2 separate regions of the Mus musculus genome follow, and region 2 is linked to region 1. A link is a contact called in public ChIA-PET data. All regions are on one chromosome and are shown on one strand. The core of a region is the stretch at or near the end of the contact, and the rest is flanking DNA. Distances in the headings are between cores, read along the strand shown. Region 1 holds the start of Izumo1r (IZUMO1 receptor, JUNO). Region 2 holds the start of Cep295 (centrosomal protein 295).

What was found. ChIA-PET counts read pairs in DNA pulled down with a chosen protein or histone mark.
Region 2: an RNA polymerase II ChIA-PET map of memory CD8 T cells shows a contact between it and region 1, with 8 read pairs. The contact joins the promoter of Cep295 here to the promoter of Izumo1r in region 1.

What each region holds. Positions count from the first base shown.
Region 1 is chr9:14,901,696-14,905,032 of GRCm38.p6, forward strand. It overlaps Izumo1r (IZUMO1 receptor, JUNO), which reads right to left and starts at 2,072. Exons shown (of 5, transcript NM_022888.3): 1 at 2,018-2,072; 2 at 688-828; 3 at 1-141. The coding sequence starts at 825.
Region 2 is chr9:15,356,202-15,359,307 of GRCm38.p6, forward strand. Cep295 (centrosomal protein 295) reads right to left here and starts at 1,587. Exons shown (of 27, transcript NM_176976.4): 1 at 1,425-1,587. The coding sequence starts at 1,542.

The DNA.
Region 1 (3,337 bases), core at 822-3,321:
GGCCTGGATGAAGTGCTTGCGACAGGCCGGGGTCAGCAGTCCACAGTGCATCATGCTGAAGTTAAAGAGCAAGGGCTCCTCAAGGTGGGCTTCCCAACTTGTGGAACGTGTGCAGCAGGCATTGTCCTCCCAAGGCCTGCACTGAGGTGGGGGCAGAAGGGCGTCAGGAGAGGGGATATGAGCACCTCTCTAGAGGAGGAACTCTAGTATCTGAAGAATGAGGCGCACCTGACCATTGACCTCCCTCCCCTCTGCCTTCTTGCCACAAAGTATAGCTTCCAGGTGTCTGCTCCAGGGGGTGGGGGTGGGGCAATAAATCCAGGAAAGCAAATAGAAAGATTCAGGAACCTGGGTGGTTATCACGGGTGGGAGGAGCTTCTCGTTGGAATGTTCCTCCTCCCACAGCCTTTAGGAAACTGACAAGGAGACAAATTAAGGTCTGTCTCGCCAGCGCATGTTGGCAGGGAGGCTTGCTCTGACCCACGGTTAGCTAGCATAGCCTCTGGGATCACCACATGACCTGTTTCCCAAGCGGCCAGAACAGCTTAGTGGCAAAGCCCTAGATGGACCCCAAATTAAGGATCTAAATGATTAGGGGTGGTGGGGTACAGAGACCACCTGGTCTGTATTTCTTCTCAAATAATCCTAAGAAGCTGCCCTAGCCCCTGGGCCAGCGCTGCTCTGTACCTCCTGGTAGAGTTCGTCTTCTGGGCCAGGTTCTTGCTTGTGGCGCTTGGAATTCATGCAGACGCTGAGCAGTTTGTCCCCTGCCAAGGTGGGTAGGACTGCCCACAACCCCAAGAGGATCTGCCACCACTGTGCCATGACCTGCCACAGAGAGAAGCCCATGGTAAAGAGAACCTAGTCTTCTGAAAGACCAGGAAGGTAACACCCACCCCACTCCTGCCAACCACCAGGCACTGAAGAGGGAGGAGGGGCTCCAAGGCTTCCTTAGGTTGCTGAAATATTCTGGCTGCTCCTAGAACCTTCTGTGTAGAGCAGCATCACAGAATGTAGAGTAAGACTTGGATCTGGCACTCATTACAAACCATTGCAGGAATGTAGAAAGCAAACTGACCAACAGGGGAAAAGAGAAGAAAAAGAAAAACAAACAAACAAACAAACAGCAGCTCTGAAGAGGAGGCCAGGCAAGGAATGGATCTAAGCTGCTCACTTAGATACAGTTTGCTAGTTTGGTAATAATATGGATTCGAAGTTTAGAGCTTTAATCCCAGCCCACAGCCAGCCTCTTGGCCAAGTAACCAATTCCCAGTAAACAGATTCTCCTTATGGCAAAAGAACATGGTGGGGTGGGATGTCAAAGCCAGCTTTATCCATCACATGCCAACCCTAGTTCTATTCCCTAGGAAGGGTCCACACCAGCTCCTCAGAGTAGTTCATCCCCACCCTGACCCTTCAACCAATGAGCTTTCCTTAGCTCATTTCAACCAACCCCAGTCTATCTCAGAGACACCCTATGTGTCAGGCTGTAACAGACAGCCTAAGACCCCTGCTGGCCTCTCAGGGCTAGGGGCTGAGGAGACTTCCACCTTTAAGCCCTCATCCTAGCACAGGAACACGAAGGCTGGCTTGTACCTTGGTGTTTGCTGATACATTTCCAGTTCTCTTCTGGGTTGTACTGGCAATGGGGGGCGGTGGTGGAGAGGCTGGACAGAGAGATCGCCCCTCTGCTAGAACAAGGGCAAACCCGGCTTCAGGAGGGCTCCAGTCAGTCCTCACTGCCAGGACTTCATGGGTCTTACGTCACCTAGGCTTGCTGGGAGCCTGCCCTACACATCAGCAGTTTAGCCGGAGTAGTAGTCTACCTCAGGATGTCTGAGATGTGACTTAGAGACCCAGACTCTTCTGCAGAACCCATCCTGAACTCCAAACCCAAGACTGTTCTTCCACAGAGCCAGCTCCAAGTTTGCACAAAGAACAACTATTCTGAAAGACCGGGAAGGTAAGATGAAGAGAGGAAAGACACCAGCCCCCTCAGCATTGTCTTCAGATGTACCTTCAAGGCAGGGCCCTCCTGTTGCTCCTCCTGATGCCAAAGAGGTGAGCGGGCTGAGGGCGCTCCACCCACTGCCCTTTTATCAGCCTTCAGCTTCTATGAGCTACAGGTGTGGAGAGCCGCCAGTAGCTAGACCTGAGTAGCCTGCCTCCAAGAGAGAGAGAGAAACAAGACCTTGTGGTACCAGAGATCCCTGAAGTGGGTGGCAAGTTCAACTCTCAGCACTGCTTCTAACCTGTGAGAACTTGGAAATAACTTAGATTCTATCAGTCTGTTGCTCTGTAATGAGAGCTGTTGGCAGAATCTGTCCGGCGGGGTGGGGGGTGGGGGTGGGGTGAGAGGGATCATGAAAAGTTCACAGCCCAGGGATGTCTTAACAGTCCTTCATCTTTTGTTCTCAGAAGCTTCCTCGGGTCCCTTCCTCTGCTCAGACCCCTGGGGCCTCTGAGTAACAGAATCCTCCCACAGCATCCGGGTCTAGCTTAGCAGCACGCAGGTGCACAGACAGGCAGCTTGGCCAGCCAAGAATTTAAGCAACAATCAAAGCTGAAACAAAAGCCGCCCCTCAGGGCCACCAGGGGCAGCCTGCATTTGCACCCTGTGCCTGGTCTGATCGCTGCTCCAAAGGTCCCATTGGAGGTGATGCCCATAACTTTGCTTGTCTTTTATGTTCTGTCTCCAAAGGAAAAGTAGCCAAAAATCACTGAAATTTCATACAAAAAGTAGTAAATAAATAAAAACATTCCTTGTGATTTCCACCAAGGAAGACAAAGTACAGCACACGGTGTTCAGCTGCCAGTCAATGTACAAAGCACATTGATTTTGTGCAGGGAAAATAGCAGTTTCCATGCGTGGGTATGGAGTACTGAACATCCACGAGGACTAGTCACGGGGCTGGAGGCTAGGGCACTGGTACACAGTCTGGCTTACTGCCTGCAAGAATACCCCAAATGAGCACTCTCTTTTGTAGGGGATACTGAGGCTCGGACAGAGGTTGATGGAGCTAGAATCTGAGAAAGGCTTGTTTGACTCCATATTTAATGCTTATGAACCAGGTGAGGGGGATGCCCCCAGGACTGAGGGGTAGAAACTATCCAGATCTTTAAAAAAATTAAACGTCACAGTCAGACTTTGGGGGTGGGGGTGTGTTGGCTTTTCCGGAACAGAGCAGTAATGGTTATCAGCCCAACTTGCATGTCTGGTCTTCAACAGAGCTGAGACTCATTTCCTGAAGCCAGAGGCCAAATGGAAAGGCATTTCTGCTTCGAGGGTCTCTTTTGTATCGGTGTCCACAGGGACAGCAGAGGCAGGTACTCACGT
Region 2 (3,106 bases), core at 337-2,836, 450 kb after region 1:
CTTTTGTAGACAGGGTCTTAATAACTGAGTGATAGTAGCTATAGTTTTAAAAACTCTTAATGCTCAAATATAACAACTTAAAAATACTGTTTCAATGAGCTGCTTGGGTCACCTGGTAGAAACTACACCCCCACCCCCTTTTTTTTTCTTTTTTTGAGACAGGGTTTCTCTGTATAGCCCTGGCTGTCCTGGAACTCACTCTGTAGACTAGGCTGGCCTCAAACTCAGAAATCCGCCTGCCTCTGCCTCCCGAGTGCTGGGATTAAAGGCGTGCGCCACCATGCCCAGCTTGAAACCATTCCTTTTCACAGAGAATTCTTTATCACAATTGTGGTCAGGACAAGTATGATCTTATTCATCACCTCATCTCTTTTGTCTAAAAAACTGTCTTGCATCTTATAAATAATTCAGCGTGGACTGAACGAGAAAGTGACTAATCCATATACAGTACTACATGGCAGACCCAGTCATGACTTCATCGAAGAACAAATGTCAAACAGTAGTAATTGCTTGAATTGAAAACCTTTTCCGCACTCGGGAGGCAGAGGCAGGTGGATTTCTGAGTTTGAGGCCAGCCTGGTCTACAGAGTGAGTTCCAGGACAGCCAGGGCTACACAGAGAAACCCTGTCTCGGAAAACAAAACAAAACAAAAAAAGCCTTTTCCAATACACTCCACTGAATTCTTAAGAAAATACTCCTGAGGATGGTTGAGGCTCCAAGAGAGGAACATTTTAAGTTGTCCTCCATAGGAGACAAGTATTCCTCCTGCATCTATTAAGTAGAATCCTGTTACCTGGCTTGTTCACTAGTCATTTCTACCCATGTGGACTCTTCAAGTTCTGTGTTTTAAGTGTCCAATAATGATGGACACAGTAGGGCTTATCTTGATAGATTTCCTTCTAAGGATTAGGCAGTATCTGACACACAGTAACCAAAAAATTAATAGATGTGGATGCAAGAGCCATTCATTAGCAAAAGGCAGAAGCCAAGTTTCAAATCCCTTGGGCCTTGTTAACTTTATTCCGTGTAAGGGGGTAATAGCCACCACACGTGGCTGTACTATATGTACGTGTGGCTTAATTACTACCCAACCGCCGAACACATTCTAATGTAAGACTGACGACAACCATTCGCTGCTGTAGGGTTTATTGCCTAGGCTGGTCTTGAACACGAGGCATTTCTCCTGCCTCAGCACTGCCTTGCATGTGCTGGGATTACAGGGTGAACTAACACTCTCGAATGAGACTGCCATTTTTTTCATAGCTTGAGTGTAGGAAGAGTACCAGAAGAGCTACGGGTGGCGGATGCCTCAGAAAGGCCGAGCTCTCTGTAGGGCCGGCCTCGGGGCGGTTTAAAGGGCCGGAAGGTTCGCCAGCCTGCTCGCGGCCAGCCAGAAGAACCCTGGCGGGCCTCCGTCACTCACCTGACAGCGTGTGTGGTCTGGCCTCACGACACACAGGCACCCGCACCCGGCCGGCTACCCAGCAGCCGTTTGGGTACCTGCGGGACAGCCATGACCCGGCTCTCGTCACTTCCGTCATTCAAACGGCCCGCCAATGGCGGGATCGGACGGCGGGAACCAGCTTAGGACCGCCTCCGCAGGGGCCGCCCGGAAGGCCGCGCCGTGCCAAGCCCCCGCCCACCTCCAGCTCGGCGCACGCGCAGCCCCGCCCACGTGCACGCACGCACGCACGCACGCGCAGCTTGCGCAACGGGCCATTATCCCTCTCAACTGTCAGGGTCTTGTCCCACTTGCTCTGTGGTGTTTTGTCGCCGGCAGTCAATCCTGGGTCGGGTTCAGAACATGAAGGAGGATGTGTGGAATCGGCGGAAGACTTGGACCAGGAAGTGCAGTTCACATACTATACTCTGACACCGAGACAACTCAGACTACCTTTATTTATACATCTAGTTTTCCACGTCTCTTTTAAGAACTTCCTATGTTCAACCAAGTGCACACTGTACTTCCTTCTCAGTCGCCACGGTTTCCTGCTAACCCATGAACAGTATCAAGAAAGATGAAATATAGATTGAGCACGTGGCTAATATCTAACCCAGCACATTGATACATAACCAATTGAGGATACAGTACAGAGAGGCGATAAACTACATACCCGAGAAATTCTGATTTAATTATTGACACCTAGCCTGTCCCCTTAGGAAATCTCATTCCTCTAGTGCCCAGGGCAAATTAGTAAACCGAGTCAGTTGCTCATCCTTGCTTGGTGTAACCTCTGAATATTCCTGTTAAGTCTTGGAACCAACAATCCAGAAAGACCTTCTTAAGCTTTTAATACCCATGTAACTATTGTTTGGAACAGCACTGTAGGGCAAATTGTTGGAACTAAGTAACCATAAGGAGAGAACATCTGGATGTTAGCTGGTGTACACAGACTAGGCCCTCTTGTTGACCAACCGCATCATTATTAACAAACACAGGAGTAGTGGTCTATTCCACTTTCATGGCCTCAGAGACAAATAGGAATGAATCACAGTCCAAACTTTCTGATTCTAGAGAAACATCTGTCACAAACAAAGTAAAAGCAAATACTTCCAATAACAAAGTCAAACACACAAATGCAAGGCAAAAGCGAACCAAGCATTCCTTGGGGAAAGGCCAGGAGATTCTGTTCCAATATCCCATAGGTCTTTGCCATGTGGGGACCCAACTCCTCAGGCCTTGCCATAAGGAGATCCATCTGCATTAAACTCATGCACCATTCCCAGCAGAGGCATGTTCACTTGGTCGCAAGTCTGGAAGAAGAGGTGTAGCAAGCACTTTTGGTTCAGTTGCCTGACACCCCTCTGTCATTTGCTGACCTGATGACTGGACAGCTCTACCCAGCTGGCGTCTTGGGCAGAAAGTACTCAAGTGGAAATCTGAGCTTGAGACATGTTCTGTTTTGAATAGGAAACCAGGAGGGATCAGAGCAAGCTCAGTAGGGTGAGAGAGTGTCAGCCTATACATTGTGGGGGAACACTCTCATAGAAGCAGGGGGATGGAGGATGAGATAGGGGTTTTCGGGGGTGGGAGGACTGGGAAAGGAGATAACATTGGAAATTTAAAGAAAATATTCAATAAAAATAAAATTTTTAAAAAATTGC